4 separate regions of the Mus musculus genome follow, and regions 1, 2 and 4 are each linked to region 3. A link is a contact called in public Hi-C and promoter capture Hi-C data. All regions are on one chromosome and are shown on one strand. Each heading gives the region's core, a stretch centred on a gene start, on an enhancer-like site or on the middle of the called end of the contact. The rest is flanking DNA. Distances are from core to core; before and after follow the strand shown.

Region 1 (4,059 bases), core at 330-2,829, 1.1 Mb after region 3:
AGAAAATTCTTAATTCCTTTTTATTAACCTTGGTGATTAAAGAAAAGCAAATGTAAAGATTATCAAATAAGTAAGTATTTTGAGTCTGCTTTGAAATTTAATTTTATGAGTGTTTGCCTGCATGTACAAACATGCACTACATACAGACCTGGTGCCTATGGATGTCAAAGAGGCTACCAGGAGGAACTGGAGGATAGATGATTGTGCACCACCTTATGGCTGCTAGGACCAAATCCTGACCCTCTGTAAGAGCAACAAGTGCTCTTAACCACTGAGCCATCTATTTTCCAGCCCCCAGAGCCTAAGATTTTTAGGACATATCGTCAATGTTTGTATAAGCCTTCCTATGGATGAGAACCATGAATTGGATGTGTTAAAATAAAGACCTTTTAGTGTTAGTACTAAACTCTGTATATAAATGTTAATAGGGAGGGGCTGGCAAAGTGGCTAAGTAAAGAAAATGCTTGCTGTGCATGAGAGCTCCCAGTTCAGCACCCACATAAAGAGCTGGGCATGGTGGCAGAAGTCGTTTATCCCAGAATGGGAGTGGAGCCAAGCAGATCTGGTTAGGCTAGCCAATTAGGTCCACTGACATGCTATCTCAAGTAATAAGGTGGAGGGGCTGGAGAGATGAGTCAGCGGGCAAGAGGCCTTGCTCTTCTGAGGTCAAGGTCAGTAATGGGAAAACCATACTGAGTTCCCTCTGGAAGTTTCAACTTTTCTGGTTTTCCAAGAGTCATAAAATCTTAAGAAGTCTATTTTTGAGAAAGTTCTGAACCTTCTCCCCACTCCCCTTTCTCCTCACTATCCCCCACTGGAAGGTACGTTGTGATCATCTGAGTTCATACCCTACGTTTCTCTGAGCCCTTCTCATTCCTCGCCTGTTTCCCAAGGCAGCACATAGTATAAAGGCTTATGTTGAATTCCTCCCAGAATGCAATGCTATAGGTTTAAGATAGGTTAAAGATCGGCAGAGAGAAACTATGGCACACCATGAGATACTTCCATATTCTAGAAGCCAAGGAACCAAAACTCTCCACCACAGATCAAGTAGCCATGCGGCGCAGGCACAGGCCTTGGCAGCTGCCCTTAGAGTGGGAGTCTCTGGTGGCGCGTGCCAGCACTCAGGGATCGCTTCCTGAACAGAGCTGGCTGAAGGTTTACAAAATCCTTAGGTGGGTAGTAAGTTATCTCCCACTTAACACCAGTAAGAACTGGGGATGCGAGCTCAAGAGACCTGTCCAAAGTCAGGAGCGGACGCGCGACCTCTACCCTCGACGTGACCTCCCCTCGCAGGCCATCATGGAGCCAGTCTTGACTGAGCTCTGCCACCCAGATCCGCTACCTGGAGCACACAGGCAGACTGCAGCAGACATGCACCCAGATCCTCCTTCACGCCCGCACACGCGCCGCCCTCCGGCTTGTCCTCATAATACCGGGGCATGGCGGGGACCCACCGCCCTCACCACACTGGATCACGGCCCTCGGTCACCCCGCACGGCCCGGAAGGGCGTGGGACACGCCCACTGGCAAGCTACCGGCGAGGGTGGGAGAAAGTCTCAACAACTTCCGCCAGGAGTGCGACTCTTCAGGGTATGCGCACGCGTGGCGGAAGTGCGTGTCCGTAACGTAAATACAGAGCGCCGCAAGTGCGGGCTACGTAGCGGGAAGGGAAGTGGCCCCAGCGGCGGCTGGGCTCGGCTGCCCTGGGAAGGTGGCGGTAGTCCCGGGCCCAGGACGAGGCCTCGAGGGCCTTCAGGTGCGGCCTGCTCTGTGTGCGCAGGGTGGCGTTCGTGCCGTCGGCCGTTTCCACGGTTAGCTCGCGACCTGGCGTCTCAGCGGCTGGGCGAGGGACCGGCCGGCGCCCGGCAGCTCGAGTCCTAGGCCCGCCGTGGAGCTGCTGGGTAAAACCAAAGACAGCCGCTTACGTGGGAATCGCAGGATTAGAGCCGTTTTTCTATTCTAAGCAGGTCTGAAATTTTGCAAGGAGACACACACCCTGAAACCTTGTCGTTGCTTGTTCTTAAGTCAAATGTCACTGGGCCGTTTGTATTTTTAGTTGACAGAGGCTTGGGGTAATGGAGACCTGCTGGCGGGGCGGGGCGCCGCGCCGCGCCGCGGAGGGCAGGTAGGCTGGGCGGTGACCAGCAGTCATTTAGCTTCGGACTAGTTGGACTGGCCCCTTCGCGCTGTTATTCCTCCTACCCAGCCATCCTAGGAGTAAAACCATCAAGGAGTGTAATTTTTATTGTCACATTCTGAATAACCAGGGACTTGCTGGCCATCGCCGATGGACTTGTACAAATAAACTGTGTGTCTTACTTTTTCAGTAACCTTGCTTTTAGATTAAACTTTTTGTTTGTTTTAAATCTTGGTCATTACAAACACGGAATTTTGAACCAGTGTTCGGTCATTGTCCCGTGTTAATGAGGACGTCATTGCACACCCCCTTGTGCTGCTTTTTCCTTGGCCTCCATTATCAGTAGTGAGCTACTGCAGCTGTCAAAGGCTTGATTGAGGTGAAGGTTGGGAAACCATCGACTGAAGTTAAGTGCTTGTTTCAGGTGATACAGGAGTTTGTGGTACTGCCTTGATGGCATTACCCTTGGCCAGCCCCTAGACAAGCCCCAGAACCAACTCTATAGCTTCTGGCCCCTAATCCTTTCTGAAGGTGGCAAGAGAAAACGTCATAGCGCTGACGAGGAGTTCTAGTAGCCAAATAATTACATTTAAGATTACATCTAAGAGAAATGTTCTCATTCCATCTAGGAAGATGCTACCAAGTACTTCCTTGAGTTCTTCGATGCACGGGAATGGAGTATTAAATTCCAGGGATGCAGCAAGGCACACGGCTGGAGCAAAACGCTACAAGTACCTCAGAAGGCTCTTTCGATTTCGGCAGATGGACTTTGAGTTTGCTGCATGGCAGATGCTCTACCTGTTTACCTCTCCTCAGAGGGTTTATAGAAACTTTCACTACCGGAAGCAAACAAAGGACCAGTGGGCCAGAGATGACCCTGCCTTCTTAGTCCTCTTAAGTATCTGGCTCTGTGGTAAGTGTGTCTCAGTTTACAAGCAGTATAGTAGAAAAACAAATTGGGGTTTTCAGAGGAAACTTTATCTTTTGGGATAATGTATGGCGGGTCAGACTCTTGGGGTGTGTGAAGCTGTGGGATTTGTTTGTCTTTTCTAAAACATGAGAAAACTGGCAAGAAAGAAAGTGGAGTTCTTCCTAGTGCTGGCTGTAACACGCCAGAGTAAACTACTGTACCCAGTGTATGAAAGTAGGGCATGGGGTTCGTCCCAGAGTTGGTTTATTCCTTCTCTTTTGAAACAGCTTCTAGATGTGTAGGCCAGGCTGGCCTGGCACTCAGGAAGCTCTTAACTCAGTCTCTTAGTGCTGGCTTGACAGTCGTGTTCTGCCACACTGGCTGACTTTAAAACAAACAGAACAAAACTAATAAGAACCAAACCCAAGTGTGTGCCAAGAAATATTAGGATAGGAATTACATTTCTTAATTAGGCAAATCTGCAAGGCCGGCAGATTGCTATCTTTTTATTTTTGTTTTTTGTCAAGCGGAGGGGCAGGGGTTGGTAGGACCAGGAATAGAAACCAGTGACTTAAATCTACCAGGCAAGTGAGCTGCACCCCCAGCCTTCCAGGGTAAGAGTTCTGAAAGTACTGATCAAACTGGAAAAGAACCTTTAGATTCTCCAGTACCCCAACTGGAGAACATCAACAGTCCCCGTCAACTAGAGGGTACTGGAGTATGTAGGTGCTTTTCACATTTAACTGGACTTAAGAGTAAGTTGAGTGCCGTCCCGTCCACACTGGTGTTCTGAGTGCCCTGTGTCCTGTCATTTACTGCATTCAGAGGTGACATCTCTTTCCACATCAGTTGCATGTACCTTGTCATGAGGGTTTTCTTCATCATCTGTGTGCCACCTCTACTACACTGTGGGTGTATGGGAGTCAGGGACTGTTTTGTACCTGAGCCTGGCAGTGACTTGTAACTCTTTATTTCAGTGTCCACCATAGGATTCGGCTTTGTGCTGGAC
Region 2 (4,091 bases), core at 454-2,953, 1.5 Mb before region 3:
AGAAACAGGGTGGCAGAACTGTGGACGCCCTACTGAGTAGCACGGTGGGAAACTACTGAAGATGTGCCACACAGTCTCAGTGACAGGTGTAGGAGGGCAAGGAGTGAAAAGGAGGCAGAAACATCACAAGAGGGAGGAGCTTTCTAAGAAGGCACTCTGGGAAAGAGCGAGGAGACCAAAGGAGAGACTCTTGGCTCCCAGAGATGAGAAATTATTAAACTTCTGCCTGCACGGCTGTGTACGATCACATGACTATGGTGAACAGGAACACACGCCTAGAAGGGCAGAAGGCTAGGCGCACAAGAGATGGGTGAGAGGGCAGATTTATGGAAGGAAGGAAGTCACAAGGAAGGCACTCACAGCAGGGCACCACGGCTTCCTCTTCTACCCAAAGCAACTGCAGGCCTAGAGCTGTGTGAGGAAAGCACTGGCCCAGCAGCCTCAACAGCCGGCTCCCATGGGACAAGCTCAGCTCTTATGTCAAAGCATGAGCCAGCACATCTCATGGAATCACAATGTCTTGTCCCAGTAAGTAAAGCCCAAGAGAAGCTGACAGCTAACATTAGAGGGTGCAGGAGGAAATCTTACTAAATAATCTTTATGTAGTTCAGAACAAAACAAACTCATTTTCAATTTTAACCAGCAAGTTCTCAAATCTGAAAATATTTGCATGTCCTGTGTATGTAAAGTAGAATTTGATTTTAAAAATATAACCAGAGCACCCTGGGCAGAACTCAGTGACAAAATGGTCTTCAGTCCTTGTAGGATATCCTATCATAAGAAAGGTATCAGGCACAAAGAATTACCTGTACAGCCCAGAGGCTGGCGGGCAGATCTGAGAAACTGAATAGAGCAAAGTTTATATGCACTGAGACCTGAAGTTTGATCACACCCACTAACAAGTTCATTTATGAATGTAGATAGCCACCCCACCACAAAGTCCAGTTCCATACTTCCTCTCCAGATCCACAGACTTGTGTCATGCAGTACATACCTGTTTGGAAGGTAGGATTCGCTCCAGGGTACATGTTAGGAGAATAGGCAGGTGCTGCTGCATAGCCCACAGGAAAACCAGCTGCAATGAGACAGACAGCACAACAGCATTATCAATGGAAATGCAACCACCTGACCACCATGCCTCTTCACTGTTTCTGACTTCCACACAACCTGCTCAAAACAAAATCATCTCTAGTCAGCTTCTCTTCTTAGAATTGTGACGAGTCACCAACATAACCTAGACTGTTAGATCTATAATTAAATGTTCACACTCCACAACTGGGGCGGGAGTGGGGGTGGTGGTGTGGGAATCAGGCAGGAATCCACTGTCCAGAACAGCTGCATCTAGTGCAAGTTAGGGCACAGAGCAGTTTAACATGTGTGAGAGCCTAGAGTCAATCCCTGGGCCAAAATAACCATGTAAGAGCCAACAAGTAACGCTGGGTATAGTGTACATCTTTAATTCTAGCATGTGAGAGGCAAAGGTAAGTAGATAACTTAGTTCCAGGACAATAAGGGCTACACAGCAAGACCCTGTCTGGTAAAAAAGAATAGCTAAGTCACAATTTTAAGCAGAAGGAAAAGAAGGGAGAGTAAAAATGGAAGAGGGGAGAAAGGAAAAAGAATTCCTCTCGAAACCTAACACCCCTGGCAGTTCCACCCCAGAATCACATCATCTGTGAGTCAACAAGAGTGTTCAGCATCCTGCACTATGTCATTATCCTCACCAGGCTCCACTGCACAAAGAACCAGAATTCAAAGTGAACTTAAACCCACCCTAGGGCCCACTTTTTGCTGATGGGGGGAGGGGGGCAGTTACAAAGAAAGAGCCAGATTGTTTTATTTAAAAGCTAGTAAATTTTGTTCTTGATTCAGACTATTTCAAACTTCTAACTTCATTTCAGGCATCCTCACATTCTGAATTTCTAATTCCCAGCTTCCTCAGTTCAAGTTGGCCAGTTAGGAGCCCAGGATGTCAGGATCATTAAACTCAAGTCTTTTAATAAAAAGGCTATAATTAACCTCAAAGAAACCCAGAATAAGAAAATACAATCAGAATCCATATCTAAGTAAGATCAGTTTCCTTTCTTTGAAAGGATGGCACAGGATTCTCTCCTCCCTGATGTGGGTCTTAGGGATTGAAATCCAGCTGTTGTGCTTAGGGGCAGGCACCTTCATCTTGGGCCTCGGGCCCCTCATGTGGCAGATCTAGCAGGGTAAATAAAGCAGCCATTCATAAAACCTTAGAGTAGTAGTTCTCAACCTTCCTAATGCTAAGACCCTTCTATACAGTTAGCTCCTCATGCTATGGTGAGGGTAAACCATAAAGTTACTTTCATTGCTACTTCATAACTATAATTTTGCTACTGTCATGAATTGTAATGTAATTATCTGTCTTCTGATGGTCTCAAGCAAACCCTGTGAAAAGGGTCGTTCAGCCACAGGGCCCCACATAAATGTACATAGAAAAGCAAAACCCCAATAAGGGGAAAAAGAATTCAACTTGCATGAACCCCAGAGGGGTTGAGACCCACAGGCTGAGAACCACTGTCTTAGCTGAAAACCATTCCTCTGTCAGGCAAAGTCCCCTGAGTGTGTAACTTGGGGAGGAGCACTCAGGAGTGGTAAGGGAGCAGGGGCACCTGCTTAGCCAGTCAGATCATCTAAACCAGCCCCAGTAATCCACAGGGTAGGGTGACAAGCCGTTAAAGGCCAGATTCTTGATGATACTCCTGCTTCGAAATCTGACCTCCCCAAAGCCTTCTTAAACAAGCCTAAGGTTTGTGCTGCAATGAAGTCACCCCTCCACAGTGCACAGGAACCCCTACAAGGGCTCAGTTCTCTTCTCCTGCATGAAGCTGGAGCCTCCACACTCCTCCCCTTGGTCTTCAATTGGATCTTCCTCTACCTTGGTACAACTGGTCAGGCTCTCTTCTGGACTCTTTCTTTCCCACTTGCCTTCTTCAGTCAGTCAGACAGTGAGTGGGCAGTACTGGTCAGCAGGGAAGTGATTTTCACCAATGTCCTATGGACCAACCCAGAGGCCCAAAGCAAACCAGGTCAAGCAGTATCAACTCACCCTAAGCAGGATACTGCTTAGGTACCAGAGAACCAGTTAGGAGCAAAAACCTTTTATGATATAATTTTTTTTAAACCAGAAATGCCACTAACTAGATCAAATTCCATAGGCCATAACACACACACACACACACACACACACACACACACACACACACACACACACACAAGAAAATTTCCTCATGCCTCCCTCATAATCCTCAGGAAACCATCTACACCAGTGCTTGTGACCAGAGTCCATCCCAGCCTTCCAACAGTGAGTTAGCAGGCACCAAGTCTAATGGACTGACTCATGACACAGCTGTGTGGGCATCAACACCACCCTCTCATCTCCCGAGGAGGCTTGCTCCTGCTATACCCGTCCTGCTCCATCACTTCAGCATACAAACTCATGCTACTCCTCACTAAGACCTAAAATGAACACAGTCCATCTCCTGGGCAGCACAAACACACAGGGCTGCAGCTCTGAAGGTCACTGCACACTTCCTCAGATGACTGTGAAATCACAGAAGTTTACTCTCTCCACCATACAGTCTGCAAGCTTCCATGAAGCAAGGCTCAGCAACACTGCTTCCTTGTACTAATTCTTGTCCTGAAAAGGCTCTCCAGTGGTTACCAATGCCTGTGTCCTTCAACATCAGCTCCACCTCCTTAGCATAGAGAGGATGGACAGGTAGGAAGTGATCCTAAACACTAGCCATTTTTATGATACTGACTGCTTTATGATGACGACTTCAAAGACCATGAACTATGTCAAGAGAGAAGACAGGATGTGTGTGGGGGGGAGGGGGGGCTGGGGCTGTCTGTCTGTCTTTGTCTGTCTCTCCTGGCTTCTAGTGCTGACAAACAAATCCACAAGGGCCCTGCACAGATGAATATAGAAGAGCAAAACTCCAATAAGGGAAAACAAAAAATTCAATTGACATGAACCCCAACTCCACTGATGGCATTTCTTAAAATTCGAGGTTGACAGCATGGTGCTGTTAGGGAGAATGTGAGAGGAAAATCTTCCAAGA
Region 3 (4,230 bases), core at 1,198-3,697:
ACAGGTCTGCACTTGGGAGGCTGAAGCAGACAGATCTGTGAGCCAGCCTGATCTACATAGAGAGTGCCAGGATGGCCAGGGCTACATAGAGAAACCCTATCTTAAATAAGCAAACTATTACTCTAAGCCACAGCAATGACTGCAATCGGAACGTAGGGAGGCTGCCAACCTGAACTACACAGCAAGCTCAAAGCCAGCCAGGGGTACACAGTAAGACCCAAGTGATGGAGGTAACACAGATCTATAATCCGAGCACCTGAGAGGTGCAGGCAGGAAGATCAGAGTTCATACTACTTACTGTCTGGAGAGAGAGAGAGGGGTGTGTGTGTGTGTGTGTGTGTGTGTGTATAGAACCCAAATACAAGATCTCAACTCCCACCAAAACAAAACAAAAATAACCTGTGCTTGAGGAAAGATTAAACATGAAGTCAAAACAAACACAAAATCTCCTATCTTAAAATTTGTAATGATCAGAAAAAGAGTGTCTCAACAAATCCTGATACGAGTGAAGTCAGAAGGTTCAAAATTAATTAGTTAGGTCAAATATAATCAAATCATTTATCAGAGAGTACATTTTTGAAATGTTCTTGCCCCCTGACATAGGGTGGCTGGAAAGATAAAGAGACTTACTTAGGAAGGGTTTAGATTAACCCACAGGTGGCTTTTTGTAAGGAGGTAAGAATTGAAAGCAATGTTTTGGGAACTGTCTCCCAATCTGTGCACTGAAGCCAGAGACTCAATGATAGATTGTAGCCACTGCCAAACAAACTAGATGCTGCAGTAAAGGGAAGAAGGAATTATCTAGTTACTGGGAACTAAGCAAGCTAGGCTGTTTTCCTTTGCGCATCTCCCTTTCCTAACTCATGTTTGGCAATGTCTGTGTAGGTGTCCAACTTTGCCCTGCCGTTCTGATGCTGCTCATCCAAGCTCTCCATTCACCCTGCAGCCCCAATCACTCCTAAGAACATCTAAGCCCCGCCACGCATCACTTCCTTAAGAAGGAAACCCAAACTCACATGGTATTCTCAAACTCACATAGTATTCTCCTGCTGCCGACGGGGGGTTACAAAGAGCATGCGGGTGGGGCGGGCACTACTGGCATCTGGGTGGGCACTCCACGGTTTTGCATAGCTATGATCCAGGAAAACGAGGTCCAGTTCCCGCTCATGCACTGAAAGCTGGAAGAGCAGGGAGGTACCCATCCGCCGAGCTGAAGTCTGGAAGTCCCTCTCCCCACCCCGGTGGGCCATGTCAGTAGTCAAGCAGCCAAGTCAGGGTGTGAATATCTGCATGCTAGTCACCTGCAGTGAAAGGGGGCTTGTGAATTCAATAGCTTCCATTTCTCCCAACTTTCACTATCAAAACATGTCTTTATGCTCAGCATTCGATCTTTGATTATGCACATCTATGTGTCCTCCCACACCGCCACCAAACAGAACGGTGCCATACACAATTTTATAACTGTAAACTGACAAGACTCCACAGTTCACAAAAACATGACCTTTGCAATTGCCAAGGCGTGGTGACGCACGCCTTTAATCCCAGCACTGGGGAGGCGGAAGCAGACGGATCTCCGGGAGTTCAAGGGCAGCCTAGTCTACAGAGTGGGTTCCAGGACAGCCAGAGCAATATATTGAGATCCCATCTCAAAAACAAAAACCTAAATTTGCTGGGCAATTTTCTTCCTGGGTGGTAAAGGTTTTTGCAAACCAGAGGGATCACAAACATGAATTCATCAAAAGCTAAAGGTCCCTACTTTTCGTCCCCTAAACAGGACGTGGGCAGGGCTGGTCTGCTCGGGTGGCCCCAGCACAACAGGCGGGCACCGCGGGCCTCCAAGCTTCATTGCTTTGGGCTGAGGTCAAGGGGACTCTCCTAGGGTCACGCTCCACCAAAGGTTTGCATCAACCTCATGGTACTCCGGAGTTTTGGGAAGAGAAAAACTAGAGCCCGCCCTCAGCCCGGCCGGGCCCTCAGAAGGCCTCTCCTCCTTCGCCCTCCCTCGGCGAGGCGCCCAGCAAACGGCCCGCTCCTCTGAGAGGTTCCCGCCACGGAACCGCAGAACCTCAAAACGGCCCACCCGGGCGGCGGCCCCGGAGCCCGGACGACTCGGCCAAGGTCATCCCGAGTTCCCGGCGAGGAGGAGCCGCCCGGCCCCACCTCCCCTCCCGGGGCCCTCCTCGGCCTCGCGCCTCGGCCGCCCCAGCGCCGCGTCTGCCTCCCGCGCCCCGCCCGGCCGGCCCGGCCTGGCCCGCGGCTTCAGCCCCCGACCCCTCATGCCCGCGGAGCCCCGAGGGCTTCTCCGAGCCCGCCGCCCAACGCCTGGAACCCCACGGGCCACCACCCGCGCCGGGGCAAAACCGCGTCTCACCCGCAGTTGTCGGCCGCGCGCTCGCCCGAGCCGGACCCCAATGCGCGTGCGCCTTACCTCCCGGCGCCTTGGGCTCTGAGGAAAACGCGGAAGCAGATCGCTCTCCCGGAACCGCGCGGCGGCGAGCGGCAAAGCCCGGAGCGGATCCGCGCCCGGGACCTGGCTAACCTGTGGGGAACGCGGAAAGCGCGCGCGACTCCCGGGGCAGAGACGTTCTCCCTCTGCGTTTTCTGTGGGAAAAGTGAGGACAAAGAGCAAGATAGTTCAGACCACCCCAGCGCTCGGTGTCCCCTTCCCTGTTACAGAGCTGGGTTCAATTTGCAGTGTGCGGGTGGGGTTTATTTCAGCCCATCGGGGTTTATAATCCTAGCACTCTCTGGAGGCTGAGACAGGAGGATCGAGGTGAGTTCCAGAACAACCTGAGCTACACCATGACACCCTGTCTCAAGACCTCAAAGCAAACCAGAGAGATGGGGAGATGAAGAGAGGGAGGGAAAGCTTTGCAGAATGTTGGGATACAATTCTAGGGCTCTGCGGAGTTTAATAAGAAACTGGTACAGCTCAGACTAGGATGAGGTGGAAGATGAGGCAGAGGACAGATGTAAGGTTCAATTTTTTTTTCCCCCAGGTTTTTTTAATTAGGTATTTAAAAGGATCTTTACCAATCCTAAATCAGATAGGGGACTAATATCCAATATATATAAAGAACTCAAAAACATGGACTAAAGAAAACCAAATAACCCCATTAAAAATGGGGCTCAGAGCTAAACAAAGAATTCTCAACTGAGGAATACCAAATGGCTGAGAAGCACCTGAAAAAATGTTCAACATCCTTAATCATCAGGGAAATGCAAATCAAAACAACCCTGAGATTCCACCTCACACCATCAGAATGGCTAAGATTAAAAATTCAGGTGACAGCAGATACTTGCAAGGATGTGGAGAAAGAGGAACACTCCTCCATTGCTGGTGGGATTGCAAGCTTGTACAACCACTCTGGAAATCAGTCTGGTGGTTCCTCAGAAAATTGGACATAGTACTACCAGAGAATCCAGCAATACCTCTCCTGGGCATGTATCCAGATGTTCCAACTGGTAATAAGAACACATGCTCCACTATGTTCATAGCAGCCTTATTTATAATAGCCAGAAGTTGGAAAGAACCCGGATGTCCCTCAACAGAGGAATGGATACAGAAAATGTGGTACATTTACACAGTGGAGTACTACTCAGCTATTAAAAACAATGAATTTAAGGTTCGACTTTTAACTGCTTGGCTCAGCCTTTTTCTCAACTTTGAAATGTGCAAATGCCTAAACCCTGATTCACCAGGTTGCCAGGGGAATGCAGTCAATTATTTCTGCCACCTGTCAAGAGCTCCATTGATTTCTTGATGGCAATTACTATGAGCGACCCCCACCTCCCGGTCTTAGAACTCAGTGTTATTGGTTGTTTTTTCATTTATGGAGGGGATGGAGAGACAGGGTCCCATGTATCTCAGGCTAGGCTCATTCTAGCTATGCAGCCAGGGAAGACCTTGAATTTGGTTGATGGTTTGGTTCGATTTGGGTTTTGATTTTGTTTGGTTGGTTGTTTTTGTTTTGTTTTTGTTTTTGTTTTGTGTTTTGAGACAGAGTTTCTCTATGGAGCCCTGCTGTCCTGGAACAAGCTCTGTTGGCCAGGCTAGCCTCAAACACAGAGATCCGTCTTCTGCGCATGCCCACCACTTCCTGGTTGCCCTTGAACTTCTGACTCTTCTGCCCCTCTTCTTTTCAAGTGTCCGGATTATAGGCCTGCACCACCATAGAACACTGTTTTAAACACTCAGTTGCCATCCCATTTAGGCTTAAATAAGGTAGA
Region 4 (4,284 bases), core at 201-2,700, 1.6 Mb after region 3:
TACTATACAACTGAAAAGAAGCTGTACTCCCAGGATCCCTAACTCGGGGAAGAGAGAGAAGGATCCGAGACCAGCCACTCAGAATCTGCATCACAGTATTCGTTTATCACCGAGAATTTCACAGGAGACCTTTACGTTTAAATGCGGAGCTTCACGCGACTAAAAGTGCTGCCCTGAATTAGGCGGAGGTGGTCACTGCCTTTATATTGGGGGTAAGGACATAACTTTCTATTTATTGAACCAAATCGAGTATTATTCTTACCGACGAACTGGGGGCCCTGACACCTATGTACTCCCCTACAAACTCCTAACCGAAACCCTAACCCCATGTACCTGTCAGCAGACTCTTCGCCACTCCCTGAGCTCAAGAGACTGGTGGAGTAGTTCCGGGGGGACCCGATTTCGCACTAACTGGGGCGCATGCGCCGTAGCCTCCGCAGCCGCCCAGACGAGGCCCTCCCAGCCGCTCCCTCGATCCCAGCCGAGGATGTGTCCTTCATCAACACTGGGACGCTGTGGCACTATCGGCCACATCACCCTCAGCCGTACCTGGACTATTGATGAGGCCTACGGAGAGAGGAAGCCGCAGATCAAGAATACCCACCGGGTTCACACAGGTTTCAACCTCGCAGCAATTGTTAAGGGCAGAGAAGGGGCTGTTAACTCCGCCACTTCATTGGCTACAGTCCTCTCGCGATACAATGTGAGACACTCGCGGAAAGGGCGGTGGCGAGTGACGAAAGCCTCGGAGAAGCCCTATCCTCCGCCACCCGGAACTACTGGCTTCCGAGCCTACGCTTCACGTGGGCTAATGGCCGGAGGGATGGGCGCTAGGCACGTTGGGAATTGTAGTTCTTTGTGCACTGACTGCGGGTCCCGGCTCTACCGGGAAACGAGCCGGGTCTTGAGCCTGAGTGACAGAGGGGCTTCATTTCTCGTTGTGTTTAATAGTTTCGAAAGTGTAGCTTACAGTACATTATAATTTATACACAGCTCACACTAGTAACATCGCCCCGAAACATGGAGAAAATTTTCACCATGCCAGGATCTTCCCTCCTGACTTTCTTAGGCACATGAATTTTTAGAACTTGCTCATACGAAGATTCATATTAGGGGACCCGTTGCTGTGTCCTTATGTCTTTTTCCCCTTAATAAATGTACACAGTTGACAATTCATGAGTGTTTCTGAGAGGGATCCCATTTTTTGTCCTGCCACCCCCAGAACGCTCATCATTGACTCTTTGTGGTCCTGTAATGGACTTCCCGCAGCTGAGGCCGCGTAGGCAGGGGAGAATTTTCAGTCCCACTTCTGCGTCGAAAGCCAGCCCCGGGAAGGGTGCCGACGTGAGAAATGAACGGCCTCATTGTCGTCCTCTAGGTTCTAGAACCCGGGATCCGCCGGACGTCGGTGCGCGGCGCTCACTTGCGGCGAGGGGGCGCCTGGGTTCCCACCTGGCCGGCGGCTCTACTGGAGACGCTCTAGCCGAAGCGCCGCTCTCGATGAGCCGCGCCCTGCGTCCCCACGCCGAGGCGGCGGGGCGATGCGCTTGCGTACTGAGGGCTCACACCATATGTGCCCTGTCCCAGTGCGCGGGTCTGTGGAGAGCCGGGTGCGAGAGGCGGCGGCGCGAGGGGGACCGAGCCGAGCGGGCATTGGAGTCAGCCGGGAGACAGTGGGTCTGTGAGACACCGAACCGAGGGGCCGGGGCCGCGAGCGCCGTTGACAAGCGATGGGGAAGAAACAGAAAAACAAGAGCGAAGACAGGTAGGCGGCGGGGCTCGGGCCGGGGGTCCTCCGGGAGTCGCGCGGGGCCCTGGATGGGCGAGCCTCGACGGGGCGCGTCCCGCGGCCGGGGCTCGGGCTGGGGTCCGAGGCGTGGGGCTGAGGGGCTCGGAGGTCGTTTGGGGGTCCGGGCGGTGTGGGGCCGGGCTCGGGCGCTGCTAAGCCAGGCCTACGGCCCAGGTGAGTGCGAGCCGGGCCCGGAGAGCCCGGGTGGGGCGGGCCGGGAACGGCTCCCTCGCCTCCCCTGGCCCTGGGAACGCCTCCCAGAGCGGCTCAGGAACTTCGGAGGTGCTCGGGGTTGCGGAGAGGTAGCCCAGCGGCTCCCTCCTCCCGTGTGCCAAGTTGGAAACACTTCTGGGGTTATTTAAAGTCCCGGTTGCCCAGTCCTGCTTTCTGGCTTTCCATTTTCCGGCCTCTTTTTTTTTTTTTTTTTGCGTATGTCTTGGCTTCCTACCGCTTCCCTTAAGAAAGGAGGAGGGGAAGAAACCAGTCAAGGGTCGCTGCTTTCTAACCTTAAAAGAAAAAGCCTTTTCAGGGGAAGGAGTGTGTGTTTATGAGCTACTTAGGCGGAGATTTGGGGAGCATGCCTGTGCCACGTTCGATTAAGTTCTTTTACCCTTTTCAGTTGAGTTGACTTCCTGGGCGTCTGCAACCATCTGTTCCATTTCATCTTTAAGTAATGGCCATTCAACTTAATTTAAAACACTACAGGTAACCGAAAACAAAACCAAGCCTTGTGGCACTTCATCGCTGTGGCTCACACAGACATGGTTTTGAAGTTAAAGCTGTTGAAGTGTATGTCGGAACACTTAAGTGTGTGGACCTCGCAGTTGGCTATCTGGCAAGAAGAATTTAAAGACTAGGCTTGTATTTTGGTTTTAGGTCTGTTGGAGAATGTAAACTGGTCTGCGGAATAGATTCTGGGTTTCTTGTGGCAGAGTTAGTGTTTATGAGGAACAGGGTTTATTACAGATTTAGATGTGAGCATTAAGAGGGACAACAGAGGAGGGTTCTGTAGAGCAGGGAAGCTGAGAACTTCCTCTAGAATGGGGGTAGGGCTTCTCAAAGAGTGGCCTGAAAGTTACTGTTAGTCAAATCAGGAGAATAAAAAGAGGTAAGCAGATATTCCTGAACCTTTGGTAGGACATTGGCATACGTGAGTAACATTTTATTTATTTATATTTTTCTGAGAAGAATTTTGAGTTCTATCAGTCATCTATCTATGTATGTACTCTGCATTGTCTGTTTCTGTGTTAAATCATCACCCTACCCTGCCTTTGCCGGTCTGCAAACATCATCACTTGGCCAGTTCTAAAATACCCACTTGTTGGACAGTCTAAACCAAATCTGAGGCCTTTCATGTGTACAAACGTCAGGTGTATCTGGAAGATAAAGGTTGTGCTGGGGCCCTGTAGAAATGTAACAAGACAACCACAGTTGGATTGGACTAAGGAATAGGAACTGTTTTCTTACCTCTAAAGCTAGTTTCTGTTTTCCCTGATAGCGTTTTTTAGAGTTGTTAAAACTGGGTCTCACACAGCTTAGCCTGGCTGCTTCTCTGTGTGGCCAGAGGGGCTTCCTTGAACCTCCTGACTCTCCTTCACCTTGTAAGGAATTACAGGAGTAGATTACTAGGAGGCTTCCTTGAGTTTTTAAAGTTTTTTTTTTTCCAGTTTATCTGTTTGATTCATGTTTATACCAAGTTTAAATTTAAAAAATCCATATTTTTGTTACTCAGTTTCTAGTTTTTACTTACCTTTCGGACTTTTTAACGATGGAGAAAAGCTATTGGAAGGAAAGATACTAATTTTTGTCTGCAGTTTTAGTAAAGATTTGTTTATAAAAGATTTTCCCCTGTGGGAAATCTTTAGAACAGAAGAGATCCAGCTCCACTCTTGGTATACTAACACACTAACCATTTGAGAACAGGCTCTTGGTGCATCCCTTTGGCTCACTTTGATGGCAGTGCACCCTGTGAGGTTTATGTTGCATGGTCTAGTGCTTACCAGATCCTTGCTCAGGCGCCTTTCCCCAGTGTGGATCAAGCAGTCTGGGGCTCTGCCCTGATCACTAAAATTGCCTGGCTTTTAAAAAACTTCGGTACCTCATATGGGGTGTTAGGGTTGGGGAAACAAACACACAGCTTTCTGGGTTTGTTTGTTTTGTGTGTGTGTGTTTAAATGATACTCTTTTTTTTTTTTTTTTTTTTTTTTTTTTTTGGTTTTTCGAGGCAGGGTTTCTCTGTATAGCCCTGGCTGTCCTGGAACTCACTTTGTAGAAAAGGCTGGCCTCGAACTCAGAAATCCGCCTGCCTCTGCCTCCCGAATGCTGGGATTAAAGGCGTGTGCCACCACGCCCGGCTCTTTGTTTTGTTTTTTGAGACAGGGTTTCTCTGTATAGCCCTGGCTGTCCTGGAACTCACTCTGTAGACCAGGCTGGCCTCGAACTCAGAAATCTGCCTGCCTCTGCCTCCCAAGTGCTGGGATTAAAGGTGTGCGCCA

What was found. Promoter capture Hi-C pulls out the DNA fragments that hold promoters and counts their contacts. A called contact is a pair of places that touch in the nucleus more often than the background predicts.
Region 1: a promoter capture Hi-C map of liver shows a contact between it and region 3, with 5 times the contacts expected there. The contact joins the promoter of Coa5 here to the promoter of Kansl3 in region 3. A contact is called at or near these places in 5 of 39 promoter capture datasets (the C10 cell line, hippocampal neurons, liver and 1 more), 1 of 484 Hi-C or Micro-C datasets (CD4 T cells) and 1 of 9 other capture datasets (adipose tissue).
Region 2: a contact with region 3 is called in a Hi-C map of muscle stem cells, with 4 times the contacts expected there. The contact joins the enhancer-like site here to the promoter of Kansl3 in region 3. A contact is called at or near these places in 2 of 39 promoter capture datasets (cranial neural crest and hippocampal neurons), 1 of 484 Hi-C or Micro-C datasets (muscle stem cells) and 1 of 115 datasets of contacts at active chromatin or transcription factors (embryonic stem cells).
Region 4: a promoter capture Hi-C map of liver shows a contact between it and region 3, with 2.8 times the contacts expected there. The contact joins the promoter of Eif5b here to the promoter of Kansl3 in region 3. A contact is called at or near these places in 2 of 39 promoter capture datasets (liver and pre-B cells), 1 of 115 datasets of contacts at active chromatin or transcription factors (pancreatic cancer cells) and 2 of 9 other capture datasets (adipose tissue and liver).

The regions. Positions count from the first base shown.
Region 1 is chr1:37,428,524-37,432,582 of GRCm38.p6, forward strand. It overlaps Coa5 (cytochrome C oxidase assembly factor 5), which reads right to left and starts at 1,580. Exons shown (of 3, transcript NM_198006.4): 1 at 1,346-1,580. The coding sequence starts at 1,444. It overlaps Unc50 (unc-50 homolog), which reads left to right and starts at 1,616. Exons shown (of 6, transcript NM_026123.4): 1 at 1,616-1,970; 2 at 2,770-3,053; 3 at 4,028-4,059. The coding sequence starts at 2,774.
Region 2 is chr1:34,827,773-34,831,863 of GRCm38.p6, forward strand. Fam168b (family with sequence similarity 168, member B) reads right to left here. Exons shown (of 7, transcript NM_174997.2): 3 at 995-1,075. Among named protein-coding and RNA genes, the nearest start is that of Fam168b, 13 kb to the right of the region's middle. Within about 2 kb of position 1,704, at least 57 of the 459 cell types and tissues checked have an H3K27ac peak or open chromatin away from gene starts, as enhancers often do. A contact at or near this core is called in muscle stem cells, where this site is marked.
Region 3 is chr1:36,366,734-36,370,963 of GRCm38.p6, forward strand. It overlaps Kansl3 (KAT8 regulatory NSL complex subunit 3), which reads right to left and starts at 2,448. Exons shown (of 22, transcript NM_001310513.1): 1 at 2,372-2,448; 2 at 1,036-1,301. The coding sequence starts at 1,250.
Region 4 is chr1:37,996,560-38,000,843 of GRCm38.p6, forward strand. Eif5b (eukaryotic translation initiation factor 5B) reads left to right here and starts at 1,451. Exons shown (of 24, transcript NM_198303.2): 1 at 1,451-1,765. The coding sequence starts at 1,731. It overlaps Txndc9 (thioredoxin domain containing 9), which reads right to left and starts at 649. Exons shown (of 5, transcript NM_172054.4): 1 at 550-649.